2 separate regions of the Rattus norvegicus genome follow, and region 1 is linked to region 2. The links are chromatin contacts, called in public Hi-C maps. All regions are on one chromosome and are shown on one strand. The core of a region is the stretch at or near the end of the contact, and the rest is flanking DNA. Distances in the headings are between cores, read along the strand shown.

What was found. A called contact is a pair of places that touch in the nucleus more often than the background predicts.
Region 1: a contact with region 2 is called in a Hi-C map of mammary epithelial cells, with 2.3 times the contacts expected there. The contact joins two enhancer-like sites. A contact is called at or near these places in 1 of 12 Hi-C or Micro-C datasets (mammary epithelial cells) and 1 of 1 datasets of contacts at active chromatin or transcription factors (oligodendrocytes).

Annotation. Positions count from the first base shown.
Region 1 is chr16:1,156,740-1,164,545 of GRCr8, forward strand. All of the region lies in intron 6 of Zmiz1 (zinc finger, MIZ-type containing 1), which reads left to right. Among named protein-coding and RNA genes, the nearest start is that of Mir3075, 53 kb to the left of the region's middle. Within about 2 kb of position 3,477, at least 47 of the 93 cell types and tissues checked have an H3K27ac peak or open chromatin away from gene starts, as enhancers often do.
Region 2 is chr16:470,258-477,653 of GRCr8, forward strand. All of the region lies in intron 5 of LOC134482310, which reads left to right. Among named protein-coding and RNA genes, the nearest start is that of Rps24, 380 kb to the left of the region's middle. Within about 2 kb of position 4,309, at least 31 of the 93 cell types and tissues checked have an H3K27ac peak or open chromatin away from gene starts, as enhancers often do.

The sequences.
Region 1 (7,806 bases), core at 2,227-4,726, 690 kb after region 2:
AATATTATCTACATTTATGGATGAGGGCCCTGAAGTTCGGAGGTCTCATGGCTCGTCTGTGGTCATACACCTCACAAACGATCCAGCTGGGACTAGGACTCCAGCCTCCTCTGAGGGCTTTGCCTACTCTGTCACAGCTGACTCCAGATCTGGTCAGATCCTAAGCCAGGAGGTCTTTGTTCTCCTTGTCTAGGATCCAAGCATTCTTTCCCTAAGCACAGCAGCAGGATGCTGTCCTTTCAAGTGCCGTTTCAGCATCGATTCTGAAACACAGATTTGTCCTCCCCTCTGTCTGCGTAGCAGCAAGGCAGGGTCACAGTTCACAGCACCCCTTCCCATGTTGGGCCTAAGGCAAGATGTCCATCCATGCACTCCTGTGTCTGTGTACTCCTTTGCCACCTGGTAATGCAGCGCCTGTGCCTTGGCAGACGTGGAATATTCCCTCATTAGGAGTCAGACCTGTCAGAACCTACAGCTCTGACTCACCACGTTTCCTAGGTGTGTCTTCGAGAAGTAAGGGCACCCCTGTTTGAGAGGCTGGAGGCCAGTCTCAGGAGAGCTCAACAACTGGTTTCTTTCAAGGGATGAGGGGCTTGATGGGCATAAGGCTGATCTCTCAGCCATCTCACCTGGCTCAGAGCTGTAGTCCCCTGTTGCATAGCTGCCTCTGGGAACTCAGAGGGCTCTCTCAATATGGGCTAAGAAAGATTCCCAGGTGGTACTCGACATAGTGGACACCAGCACATGCCAATTTCCAGCCATCATTCTCCATGTGTCTGTCTCTAACACATCTGACCTCTCCCTTCAGCCCAAAAGGCAAAATCTCTCCCCTTAGCTCTGTGGATAAGGTGACCAGATGTGACCTGCCCTTTGGGTACACATGACTATCCTAGTCTCCCAAGAGGCCTTGGTTCTGGAACTCTGTGCTCCGAGTCTATGGCTCCCAGCTGCCCTCCCCCCTGTCTTCCCCACTTGCCTAGGCTCCACTTTGTCTAGCTTGCTGTGCAGTGTCTCTGTCCCCAAGGGCCTCTGCTGGCTGTCCCTTCCTCTGTATTCTTGACCATATCTATCCTTGACTTTCTATGCCTTCCTGAGCTTCTTTGCCTCTCAGACTTTAACCCCACACTGGCTGTACATGTGTATGGCTGTGCATGGGTGTGCGTCTTTATGTGAAGTATGTGTGTTGTGTGACTATTCATCACACATGTGTGCACACATGTGAGCATGTAGTGCTGTCAGCGTGTTCAAAGCCATCTCCCTGTGTATTCATGCCTGGAGTTTCTAGCTGTGTGAGTGTGTACATGGTCTGCATCTCTCTGTGTGTGGCTATATATCATTTGTGTGTGCATTGTCTGTCTGTCTGTCTGTCTGTCTGCGTGCTTGCATGCTCATGTATGCTCATGCCTGGTATGTCTGGCTGTGTTGAGTGTTTACACATGTATCTGATGAGTCCTTCTGTGATAGTGGAGGGGTTCGGTGCATGTAGACCTAAGGGTGTGCACAGCCGTGTGTGGGCTCTGGGGGTAGTATATGACTGTAACTGAATGGCTGTGCAGTGTGTGTGCGTGCTACTGGCTGCATCTATGGGCGCCTCTCCCACCTTTCTGCTGTCTGTCTCTCCTGTCAGGAGGCCAGGCTGGGGCCTGAGAAGGCTGTGCAATGAGATCATGCTGTGAGGAGAGACGCTTTGTCAAGAACGCTGCCAGAGAGTTGGGCTGCATGCGTGGCTGGGGCCGTGAGCAAGGTGGTGACTGTGAGCAAACTCAGGCCTGGGGGCAGCCCCGTGTGGTGCGAGCACGAGAGAGACAGAGACGGAATGCAGAGCTGAGCAGAGCCCAGACACTACAGCAAGCAGCCCAGGCAGCCGCCTCCACGTGGGGCCCTCTGATGCCCAGCCCCCAACCCTTTGTTCTGCTTCAGCCTTTAGCCTCTGTGCACACGGGAGCAGGAGCACGCGTGCGCACAGGCACTCGCATCCTCATCTTGAGGCTCCTGAGGGGCCAGCTGCACCCTCCCACACACCCCCACCCCTTCCTAGCATAGAAGGTCACCTGCCCAGCCCCCAGCACCTGACATATCCCAGACTCCTCCAAGGCTAATGCCCACCAGCCCCCTCCACCACCGAATGCCAGCCCAGAGTAACTTGGCAGGCTGTGCTGAAATGTCAGCCTTTTGGGCGCTGAGTGGTTTGGCCTTCTGCTCAGCCTACATGGGAGCGAGTACCAGGCAGTCGCCATGTCTGAGGGTACCCAAGACTCCGTTTGTGTTTATGCTTGAATAGATCTATGTAGCCTCAGCTGACCCTCTGAGGAGCCAGCACGGGTTGAAATAACAGAATAAAGAATGTCAGAGCCCAGAAGATAAGCAGCCGGGGACCAAAGGAAAGGAAGATGTGCCCCAAGCCATAGTGGGGCCGGGACATGGGTGTGGGTGCTAGCTGCTACTTTTGGTCTTTTTTTCTCCCTGGCTTCTTTTTTTCTCCTGGCACAGCCACCTAGTGTAGGAGGCATCAAGAAGACCCAGGGCCACCCTAACAGGCACCAGCAAGCTTTTGGAGAAGGGACTATAGAAGGCAGAAGAATAATCAGAGAGGCAGAGGGTGTTTACCAATCAGAGCACAGCCAGGCTGCCCAGAGCGTGATGGGAACGCTGCACTGCTGGGTGGCTTTAGTTCATGCCTGCTAGCTGCATGCATTTGCTCTTTGTGGGACAGCACCATCACACAAATGTTTTGCTTCCTTTGGATGGAAACCTTGGGTCTGCATTCCCAAGATGGATACGGTCTAATGGGTTCCCCCTTGGGAACAAGTGATGTGCCTAACCTACTACCTACTGTCTTACCCCCGAGCCTGACACCGTGGACATGCCTCTGTCCGACCTCTAACTTCTGTACTAAGCACACCTTCCAGCACAGCAGCCCAAGTCCCTAAACCAGGGTGGAAACAATGTAGCTTGCTGGGCCTTAAGTCCCCAGATGCATGCCTGCTCTGTTTTCCCTGATGAGTCATGTGCCCGTCAGATGTCAGCTGGTCATAATGGAGGCATTGAGACATGCCTTGCCTCTCTCTGCCTGTGATCTGTGGAAGAAGCTCTGATGAGACACTGGGTCCCACTCTAGAGCTCTCAATTCAGGGATAGGAGCTGGGATGGGGTAGCTTCTACAGTAGCTTCTGAGGCAGCCATGGGATGGGATGCAGGCACCCTAAGCCAGTCAGGTCATTTCAACTTCTACCAGCTAGGACTCCTTATACCAGGGAATGCAGGTCATACACCAGTGTCCCATCGTCTTGGCAAGCAAGCCTTCTTGTACCTACCTAGCTGCATGGTGACTCTGAGATGCCTCCATGGTGGGCAGTGCTTCTGGTCTCTCATAGAGTCAAGGCTGCTGTCTCTACCTTCACCCTTCCCCCATAGCTTTTCTCCACCCTCTCTGCCTCTGCCCACCCCAACAGAGCACTCAGCTGCCTTCCCTTCAGCATGGAGGACAAATAGCACCATTCAGGGACACCCAGCAGAGCTGTCTCCCTAAGACAAAGCTGTGTGCAGCTCCCGTGAAAAACGGCTCTCGGCCGTCCAGTGAGCAAGCAGGATTGGTGGGGTGCAAATTGCAGGGGATTTGTTAGCAGCTGCCAGTTCCCCCAGAGATAGCAGGAAGGCAAGACCTTGTCCTTGAAAACCAGCCGCCTGGCAGGCCGGGGCACCTTCTCAAGGCCAGGGACAGACTTCCTCCTGGACACCACCCCCACCCCCACGTGAACTCTCTGCAGAGCTGGGCTGTGGGGGAGGGCTTGGCTTCCTTCCTTGCGCAGGACCTTCTGCCTCTCCCAGGCCAGATCTCATGGAAATGGTTCTGGATTTTACTGCCAGCCTTTGGGAACTGACTAATCATCAGATACACGTAGTGGCCCAAACCTGTGTTCTCTGTGCCATGGGAGAGGTCACTGGGGCTCTGTTGTTGGCACACCCATTTCCAGAGGAGGAAACCAAGGCTCTGAGAGGGCCAGACAGACTCCAACCCCATGGTTCTCAGTGCTAGCGACAGAATTTGCTTACAAGAGAATCAAATTTGGGCCCCAGGAAGCTATCCTTCCTTCCGAATGAACCTGCATGACCCAGAAACACAGGTTGTCCTGGGGCAATGGCCCTGCTTCCCCCAATCCCCACTTTGCTGGGGGATGTGACCCAGGCTCCTGTAACCTTGCACTGTTCTTCAAGAAAGGGACAGGGAGAGGAAACTTGTGGGGCCAGCATTCCCAGACTAAGGAATTTGGAGGTGGCAGTTGAATGATACCTACAGTATTAAAACCTCACTTTGGAGAAGAGGTAGAGCTGTGTCAGAAAGCAGGCAGATGTGGGAAGAGCATCCGACTCAGAGAAAGGGCTGAGTCCCTCCGTGGCCACAGTGGCTATGTGGAAATGCCTAGGGTGTCATCAGGTTAACCTTTTAGCAACAGTCAGCTTTACCAAGGAAGAGCATCCCGAATGGCCATCCAACACTAGGTGGTCAGTCCTGAAAACATCTGCATAAGTAGCATTATATAGAGTGAGCAGATTGTATTTATTTATTTAGGAATATGGCACAGTGTGTGCACATGCACACACATGAGAGAGAGAGACAGAGACAGAGACAGAGAGAGACAGAGACAGAGAGACAGAGACAGGCAGAGAGAAAGAGACAGAGTGTATATATGAGTAACTAGGTACAGAAGCTGCCCATGAGTACACTAGACACAGAAAATAGGCACTGTCCCAAAATATTGACTTACAAAATCTATCTACTACAAAAGAGGTGGATGTGTGACCTTTCCCTCTGTTTCCTCTGTGTTCTGGTGAGTTCCTTCTAAGCTCATTGAGTTGTTAGGGGTGTCAAGAACAGAAACAACTCCTAGGCAGCTCAGCTGTTTCTCTATACAGGCAGCCTGCGTTGATGCCCCTAGAGCCTAAGGGGACAGGCCTCTTCTTGTCAGAAGGCTGTGCTTCCTGCCTCTCACAGAATTAGCTCATAGCCCCCACCCTACAACAGAGACTTGTGCAAGGCCAGGGCTGCCTGGGGCTCAGCAAGGTGTCTACTTATTAGGCCCATCCAAACATAGAGGCCGAAGGGGATAGGGAGGGGATGAGGGCATCCGCCCACGGTAGGAGGTGTCTGCCTCTGTGTCTGTGTCTGCGACCCTACCAGGTGATTCAAAACTTTCTCAGTAGAAGTCCAAGCACTGGGGGCTGTGAGTAGAGGGGAAGGGATCAAGGATGTGTGTGGTGGGGGAGGTCATGTCTACTGAAGGCTTCCTGCCACATGGTGCGTATCTGACGTGGGTCCTCCCAAATGCCGATCCTGCAGTGAACATCCCACTGTGCTTTGCTTCTTGGCATTGGGTTAGGGGAACCAGAAAGCATGATGGGAGAAGTAAGAGCATAGGTGGGAAGGAGAGGCCTCAACAAAGTGTGGCTGTTAGGCGTCGTGGCTGCTGTGGGCTCCTGGGGCTCAACCTGCCAGCAACTCTGTTAGGCAGGAGAACTCACCCCTCACCCTCACCAGTTTGGAGCTGCAGAAGAAGTACTGACCCTTCATCCCTTAGTTGAGGGCTGTCTGGGTTAGAGGATAGGGAGGATGGGCCAACCTTCCAACACACAGGTAGCTCTGCCTGGGGGCAAAACCACATCCTAGGTCAGTGCGTGTGCTTTGTAGCCGGGAGCAGACAAGGCACTCACAGAGCCCATTATGCAATCTCTCCCTGCCACAGTCCCCTGCAGCTTCCCACCGCCTGGACAGGCTCCGATCTAGCCATATTATGAGTGCATACTGAGAGTTTTGCTTTATTCATATGGCTTCTACCCAGAGATTGTAAAAAAAAGAACTAGATGCCACTACTTAAGAGAACTGTTTATCCCTACCTACAGTGGAGTAGCCACCCCTTGCCACATTCAGAAACTGTCAAGGCAGTGAAAGCCACTTCCTGAGTCCCAGTTGAACAATAGTTTTCTCGTGGGGACCTGGGACCCTATGAGCCATCCTGTAGGTCATGGCCTGTGGATGATGACATCTTACTGGACATTTGTTCCATCCAGCCTCAAGTTCCCCTGCCATCTTAGGCATCTGCACCATTTCATGGGTCCAAGAGTCAGGGGACGCCAAGTACTCCTCAGCATGAACAATACCAAACAGGAAAGGACTGGTGGGATTCCAGCGCCGATCCCAGTGTAAGCACAGGCCGGAGAGAGAGAGAGAGAGAGAGAGAGAGAGAGAGAGAGAGAGAGAGAGAGAGAGAGAGAACGAGCCCAGGCTCTCTTGAGGTTTGAAATAAATGAATGCTTCTGTTCTGTGGGTGAGGGGTGAGGGGTGACCGGAGTGCCACACCCGCCACAGCTCTTCACCAGTCTGCAGGTCCCACTCCAAGAATCCCCAAGGCAGGCTTTAAGGAAGAAACACGTTCAATGGATATCCGGGATAGAAGTAGGACCTGAGCTCCAGCCAGGCCATCTTTGCTTCTCTGCGGAATGCAAGGGGCCCGAGAAGCTAGAACATTGCTCTGGGAAAGCAGGACCAAAAGCACTGTCACCCTGCAGATGACCCTTTTCTATACCAGCCCTCAGGACAGAGGTCCTGCTGAAACAGTCCCCCCTCTGATGTCCCCTGGTATCCCAAGGAGGTATGGCTTAATAAAGCCAACCACAGCCAATAATGATAAAAAGGAAGACCAGGTAAGAGGATCAAGTAAGCCAGGGCTTTGGCCTTCAGGTAGCCTTAGTGTTCTCACCAAGAGGAGGGATTCTCAGGGCTCCAGGACAGGAAGGTGAAATGGATCCAGGGTTTGCCAGGAAGTGGGCAAGTTGGTATGGGAACTTTCTCTGCAAGTGTTGCAAGTCGGCAGCCTTGTAAATACCTTCTGGAAGAAGCAGACAAGAATCAGCAGTTATTATCTATCTTGCCTGTTTAGATTTACAGCCAGGGCAGGTCAGGAAAGGGCATCTGGATTAGGAGAAAATCTAGTTTATATCCCCTTTCAGCCATAACACAGCAAACCTGAGATCAGTGGGTAGCCGTCACTCATCCCTTGTCCTGATCCCAGCCACTTGCATCCATTGCCTGGTGTAGGTGAACGGGTTGAGTTTAGAAAGGTTAACTAATATGAGACAGATTTGTGATTCAAGCAGGAATGTGTGCTGGTTGTGGTGGTGAAACCTGTAATCCCAGCCTTTTGGGATGCCAGCTCAGGAAGTTCAGGAGTTCAGAGCCAGGCTCAGGAACATAAAGACTTGATTGAGGCCAACCTGGGTTGTATGAGACCCTGTCTCAAAAAGGAGGGGGACTGAGGAGATGATGGCTCAGGGGTGTTGCTTGCTAAGAAAGCACGAATACCTGAGTTCTAATCCCCAGAAGCCACATAGAGATGGGCAGAGCAACATTTATCTGTAATCCAAGTGTTTCTATCATAAGATGGGCGACCAAGACAGAGAGAAACCAGGAAGCTTGTTGGATTCCAGTTTCTCAAATGAGGTGAAATGCAAAGACCGAGAGAGAGAGAGAGAGAGAGAGAGAGAGAGAGAGAGAGAGAGAGAGAGAGAGACTGATTTTTAAAAAAAGAAGAAAACGGGGTGGCAGACACTTTTAATCCCAGCACTCAGGAGGCAGAGGCAGGGAGATAGATCTTTATGAGTTTGAGACCAGCTTGATCTGTGTAGAGAGTTTCAACAGGGCTACATAGTGAGATCCTAGACACACACACACACACACACACACACACACACACACACACAGAGAGAGAGAGAGAGAGAGAGAGAGAGAGAGAGAGAGATCTGGAGAAGGAA
Region 2 (7,396 bases), core at 3,059-5,558:
ACATCCAAAGGACTCTCAAGTCGCTCTACCGTAGAGACACCTACAGAGCCATGCTGACTGGGGCTCTAGTCACAGTAGCCGAGCTGTGCAGTCAGCCTTAGGTACCTAGCAATGGATGACGGATAAAGCAAATGTGGCCTTTTGCAGGAAGAGGCACGGGGCTGTGGCTTATCATGTCCAGAGGAAGGAAGCAGATTACAATCACAGTGTCTCTCATATGTGGAACTTGGGGGAAATTGACAGATATAAGAATGAAGTGGGATACTAGGAACGTTTGGGGGACAGGCAGGCAGGGTGAGAGGGTTTAGAGGTGACGAGAAATACAGTACTTTATGTAATTAATGTATACTAATAATAAAAAGAAATGTTCCAGAACAAATTAAAGAAGGAACAGAGGGATGGATGGAGGGAGGCAACAGAATTTCTCACTTGAATGGGAAACTCTGAACGTTCGTCCTGATGAACATCAGGTCCTGGCAGAGAAGACAACATTGGTTGCCTTCCTGATGCCTTGTGTTCCTTTCTTAATAAAAGCCTTTTCTGATGTATACCTTTCATGGGCTTCAAGTGAGTCAAGCTCCAGCCCCAGCATCAGCTCTCAGTCAATCCAAACTCTTATAAATCATGATCTCTCTACAATGGAAGTTCCCAACTGGGTCTCCATGTTTCTCTCTTCCTACCACCATCACAACCACCACCACTACCACCACCACCACCACCACCATCTCCACCACCACCACTATCACCATCACCATCACCATCACTTCCACCTCCACTTCTACCTCGATCATCACCACCACCACCACCACCACCACCACCACCACCACCACCACCATCATCATCATCATCATCATCATCACCATCATCATCATCATCATCATCTGCAGAGCTGGGAGCTGAGTAGAGGGCCTTGTACATGCTTAGCAAGCACTCTTTTACTGAGCTATCCCCTCAGAAGTTCTCACTATGTAGCCAAGGCTAGCTTTAAACTCCTAATTCTCCAGCTCCTACTTCTAAAATGTTAAAATGATGGGTATATACTACCATGACCAACATGACCTTCTTTTGCAATGCCCCAATACTTCTCAGAGCTATTCCCAAATAACTTAGAGAACATTTGTGCCTCAGCAACATGTTAGCCAGCTGAGAAAGCAAGGCACACAAGTAAGGAAACAGTAAGAATTCAAATTACATTCTCTTTAAATTATTGACAAGCAAGTGACACATCTATTCATTTGTGTGTGTGTGTGTGTGTGTGTGTGTGTGTGTGTGTGTTTTATTTTTGGTTGTTGTTGTTGCTGCTGCTGCTGCTGCTGGTGATGTGTGTGTGTTTGTGTACCCCATCTGCCCAGAGGTTGAACTGCCCACAGTGGGCTGGGTCCTCCCATATCAGCCACTAATCATGAAAATGTTCCATAGGGTTACCTACAGGCCAATCTGGTGGAGCCATTTTCTCAACCAAAGTTACCTCCTCCCAACTGATCCTAGCTTGTACCAAGTGTACAGAAAACTAATTTGCAATTAGAACAACCAGAGAAGAGTCTCTTTAAGTGGTTGTATCTTCAAAGGTCTCTAACAAGATCTAAGATGGGTGGCACAAAACCCCTTGAGCAAGTAGTGTAGATTCCATGCCGAGTTGTAGCCCCACAAACCCCATTCCACTAATGCTTTAGGCAGCAGCATGACGAATAAAATACAGAGAGAAGTCTCTGCTTGGATTCCTGAGAAACGTTTCCCTTGTGCTATGAAATTCTGGTGCTGGTGGCTACAGAGTCTGTGATGAGACCCAGAACTGCAGTCACCATCTTGGCCCACGCAAGGTAACAATTCAGACTACAGAGGGAAAACGACGACCTGCTTTTAATACTGAGTCCTGGAAGGACCCATCTCTGGGCTTCCTATTGTGTGAGCTGATACCTTTTCAGAAATTTCAAGCTCTGGAAATCTGAGTTTCCTGTTGACCTGTACTCACAAGTCTCCTTCCGGGTAATCCAACAAAGTACATTTAGGAAACAATTCTTTTTATTCAGAGTCTCTGAGGAAGCCCATGATTCTTGGCTTGCCCTGGATCAGTGCAGTTTGCCAAATTCCCTTCTCTGAGGAAACCTTTTTTTTTCCATAGAACCCAATTATATCTCACAGAACACATGTGTGCCAAAAAACACACTTCTGAAAAGCTGCCTTACATCCCGGCTCATGGCTCTCAGCCCCCACCGGCCTGCAGAAGCCTGTGCACACAGACTCCCACCTCAAAGCACAGAGCCCACATGTGTTTCTGCTCAGTGGGGGAGACTAAATGGAGCCAGATGTACCTGGGCAGGCCACAGCAGAAGCAATGATTTAACATCCTAGGTATGTGGGGATTAGCTTGCCTCAGAGCTCCCATGGAGGGGAGGGCCTTACTTGCTGGCCTGCTAATAGATTCAGCAGAGATGCCTCACAGGCCGGACACAGCATGTAGCATGTTTTGTGTAACAGGTAGTGTGCATGGCATATTCTGTCCATGACTATACTGGTGTATATGCCTAAAGTGGTGTAAATTAGAGCTGCAACTGTGAACACTGTGCGTGTGAGAGCTGTGGCCATGATGGCCAGGCTGTGACTGGAACACTTTGATGATTCTGTCCACGATAACTGTATCTTATTCCTGTGATGACCGCCACTGCTTTTCCATATCTTCTGGAGCAGGGCCTGCTTTTCCTGGTGTTCTCCACTGAGGGACCTTTTGGGGAGCATCCCATCTGCCTTATTCTTTCTTAATCTCAGCCTGAGGATCCCTGACCCAGCTGGTTTTTTACTGGAAGACCATGGCCGTCCCTCCTAAACTGAAGCTCGGAGACCACTCAACACATGATTTCCAAACAACATCCTTTGGATTCTTTGGTGTTTGGAATGTTCTTGAGCCAGGCTAGTGTAGGGATGAGGAAGGTCAAGGTCCCTGTCCCAGTTAGGTCAGACTAGCTCTTGTTTATTCTCTCTATCTAGGAAAACCAGTTAAGCTACTGACTGGCAGGCAGCCCTGTATTTTACCACAGGCGAGGTCTTCTCTGTGAATGTGCTAGAATCCCCAGAGAGTTGTGGGCCAGTGGAGGGGGTCAGGACAGGCATGGAGAGACATAACCCACAAAATCAGCCGTTTACTCTCCCTCTTGGCTTTGCCTGGTGTGACCCAGGAAAGAGTGGCCTGCCCAATGTGTCTGCAAGGCTGTCAGGCAGCCACACACAGCACGCTTCTTAAACTCTGGGCCCCTGGCAAGGAAGCAGAAGGTAGGCAAGAGCAAAGTACAACCTCGGAGGTAGCCTGTGTTTATTTGCTCAGCTGTGATCAAAGGCCAATGCTGGCCACCCACAATAGGCTCGCAACTTCACCTGAGACTGCATTTTTAACTTCCTGGGTTACTTAATCCAGCTCTTGGAATGCCTGGGGGCATGGATTGGTGAGGATCCAGCAGTAGGTCTCCCTTAGGCACAGTGGACACATGCCTGTGGCCTAATACTATTGGCACCCACCAAAAAAAAACAATGGTTTCATTTCTCTTAAAATTAAAAGAAGAAAATTAATTTTTATTTTAGTAGAGCATGTTATTCATCTCTGCCCTAATACATTTATAAAATAATATTACTGTAGTATAGCAGCTCCATGTCTGTAGAGGAAGGTTTGTGGTTTTGAAAAATGTCACTGAAGTCAGGAAAAAGGCACGAGGTATCCTGAGGCTGTGACAGGGAACTTCGAGGTTTTATCAGCTTGGACAGTGCCACCAAACAGGGTGTGTGGGTGGGGGTTGTTAAACAATGCAAACCTGTTCAATCGGTTCACCACCCTTGAGGAGCCTGATAGGGTGTCGGTAGGGTTGGTTTCTTCTAAGACCTTTGCCCTTCCTTATGTGTAGCAGTCTCCTCTCTCTCTCTCTCTCTCTCTCTCTCTCTCTCTCTCTCTCTCTCTCTTTCTCTGTATGTATGTATGTGTCTGTCTATGTATTTCTTCATGAAAACACCAGTCATACTGAATTTAGAGCTACCCTAATGACTTCATTTTTAACAGAATCATCTCTTTAGAGACCCAGCCCCATTCTGGGGTCCTGGAGTTTAGAACTTCAAATTTTCAATGCAGGAATTTGAACTCAGTTCTAAATGAAGTATGTTCACTCCATATTCTTCCCCTGAAATTCTCCCCCTCCCTTCCTTGATCCTTCCTTCCCCACTCCCTTCTTCAGCTCTCTGCTATTAGAGGGAACACTCTCCAACTCCCTGTTCACTCTATAGTCCTGTGAGTCAGCTGATGTCACAACTGGCTTTGGACAAGCTAGGGCTGCCAGATGGCGCACAAAAGACCGCTTGTGCTGGGAGTGGACTGAGGTCTCTTCCTTTTGGATGCCAGAGCTTGATCAGACTACACTTGTGGATACTCAGTGTTCTGATTCTAGGAGCCATTAGGTGGTGTTGTGAGCTGGTAGAACCCACAGGGGACAAAGAAAGCCTGGTCTACCTGCTCCCCTCTTCTCTGCCCCATCCCCACTGTGCTCATGTTATAAGGTCTGCCTTGGGGTGTCTTGACAGTGAAGGGGCTACACTCCCCAGATTTGAACAGTAGAGGATGTGGGCAGGTCTCTGGAATGCCAGGGATTCTCAGAGTTTTACCAGGGCTTTGCCAGGAGAAGGAATTTAGAGACACAGGGAGACAGCCTCCAGCCACTGATGTTTCCGTGAGGCTGCAGAGCTGCCTCTGCTCCCTGGGAAGTCCAGTGCCTCTCTTAAGCACAGTGAGCAGATTGGTAGCTTTGGTAAAATTAGCTTGGATTTCTGAAGACAAAAGAGGAGGATGGGGAGGAGGAGGAAGAGGAGGAGGAGAAGGAGGAGGAGGAGGAGGAAGAGGGGAGGAGAAGTAGGAGGGAGAAGATATGTGGAGGGAGGAGGTGCAAGAGAAGAATAGAGGAAGAAGAAAGGGAGAAGGGGAAGGGGAGGAAGGAAGGAGGAGTAGAAGATGTGGTGACATAAAAGTAAGGTTATGTTTGAGCTTCATTCTCTTGTGCCTATCCTTGTGTGATGACCTAACCTTCTGGAGGCTCTCCAATGTGGATGCACAAACCTTACCACAGCTCAGTAGTCTTTCCCTGGTGAATGACCTCAGAGTCAGAGTGCAGGTGGGAGTACGGTTGTGGTTATTCTAGAGCTACAACAGACACTTGTCCTGGGGCAGGAGGGGCGGAACTGTGGAACTGGTCTGGGGTCTGGTGCCCCTACCTGAGAGTAGGTGACCCAGGAGGAAAGGAGCTAGGGATACACTTTAGCACTCTAGCATCTCATTCTCTCTCTCTCTCTCTCTCTCTCTCTCTCTCTCTCTCTCTCTCTCTCTCTCTCTCTCCACCTCTCATGTACAACAAAGTAGCAGAGCTGGAAGCTGGAAGCTGGATTAGCTCTCAGCAGGGATGCTGAACCAGATGAGCCAATGATCTCAATCAATACCTGCCCCTGTGTTCCAGGGGCTGGGATGGGAAAGATGGGAAGTCACAGGTGTCCTGTTATAAGTCAGGCTCATGTCCTCTCTGAAATAATCTTTCTTTCCCCTCATCACGTAAAGAGTTAAGACTTATTATTTTAAAAATATACAGAAAATACAGCCAAGTGGAAGAAAGGTAGACTTGACCCAGTAAATCCTCTACCCAGAGACAAGCACTGTCAGCACTGTGGTCTGTCCTTTCTCCCTGGACCTCACCCTGTGTGACAAACACAGCAATTCAAATGCAGGGCAGAGTGACAAGACCTTCTTTGGAGCCTTCACTACCACAGCAGAGGTGGTCAATAGTATCAATGTTACCTCTCCTGTGACGTCACTTCAAGATAGCTGAGCCAGGGCTCATAAGGAAGGCCACCCTGTCCTCAGAAACAAGGTCAGCTTTGTGAGATAGCAAGGTGGCAGGCAAGGTATTTTAGATGGATGAAGGAAACAGGATAAGTCATAAAGGTGAAGGCCAACTCCATGGCTTTTTCAGCCCTGGAGAGCAGCCAGAGCAAATGGATATATATTGGGTGTGGGCCCATTCACTATGCATGTGTTAGGGTGGGTAGAGGCGAAGCATCAGACGTGAGCTGGCTGTAGTTAGCCTTCCAGAGCCATGACATATTGACAGCTCAAGTTGTCTCTCTAAGGCTCCTGGGAACTCCTGAAGGCTTGTGTATGTGTTGTATGTATATTAACATACTCAGGTGTGGGTATGTGTACAGGAGAGTGCCCATGTATGTGTGTGTATTAGTGGAGTAAGAGGCCCATGTCTGGTGTCTTCTGCAATTGTGTGTCTCCTCTTCTGAGACATGGCCTCGTACTAAATCTGCAGTTCATTAATTCGTCCATGTTGATTAGCCAGGGAGCTCCACTGCAGATGCTTGCTGTTGTCCCTGGCCTTTTACCTGGGAACTGGGGATCTGAACTCGGGTCTGCATGCTTGTAACACAAGCACTTTATTGACTGAGCCATTTCTCCTGCCCAGGCTCTTTAGATACAAATGGTTCTTTCAGTGAGACACTAGACTCCACATGGAGGAATCATAGAGACCACCACAGGATGCTTTGATGCTCTGACCCTAGTGAAGAGAGTGGGGTCAAAGTCTGGTGGGTTTGGGAAGGTTACTATATCCCCAGATACTCCTGGATTACAGTGTCCCAGATAGATCGATGAAGGCTGAATATGCTAACCCGTTCACAGGAGATGGGGCAAGTGGGATCTAATTTAAGGGCAGCAGCCTCTACCCAGTCTCCTCTCTAAAGTCAGGCTCAGCTGTCTGAGGGTACATCTGTCTACTTCATTTTCCAATGTGAGAAGAGGCCTCTTTGTGACTGAAACTGGATTGACATTGCATACGTTTTCACTTGGGTGCTCTCTAGGATGGCTGATGCCATGTGATATGGTTAGGCGCCCCACTTTCTGCACTGTCCCGTAGGCATTAGGAAATACTAAATTGATGGAGCATACCTGGCTCATCTACCGTGAAGTGACGTCACAGAAGAAGTAAAACTGATACTACTGACCACCTCTGCTGTGGTTGTGAGGGCTTCAGAGCTACCAGTGAAGCCTCTCTACCAAGAAACTTTCTGTCCAGTGTTGGACACATGGCAGGTATGCGCAAATATAGGAGTGTGGTTCACAAATGGCCACAAGTGAGGACAAATACCTGCTGGCCTATGGTTGGGAATGAGTGAATCAGGGTAGCTCATGCAGAAAGCAGAGGAGGGTGAATTTGGCTTGCAATTTTTGTCCTTCATGAGTTGAGGCTAAATGTTGCAGGCTATCCAAAAAAAAAAAAAAAAAAAAAAAAAAAAAAAAAAAAAAAGGCGCTAGGGCAGGACTGAGTGTAGCTTCACCAGCGAGCACATTTGCCAAGAGTAAAGAGCAGAGAGAGAG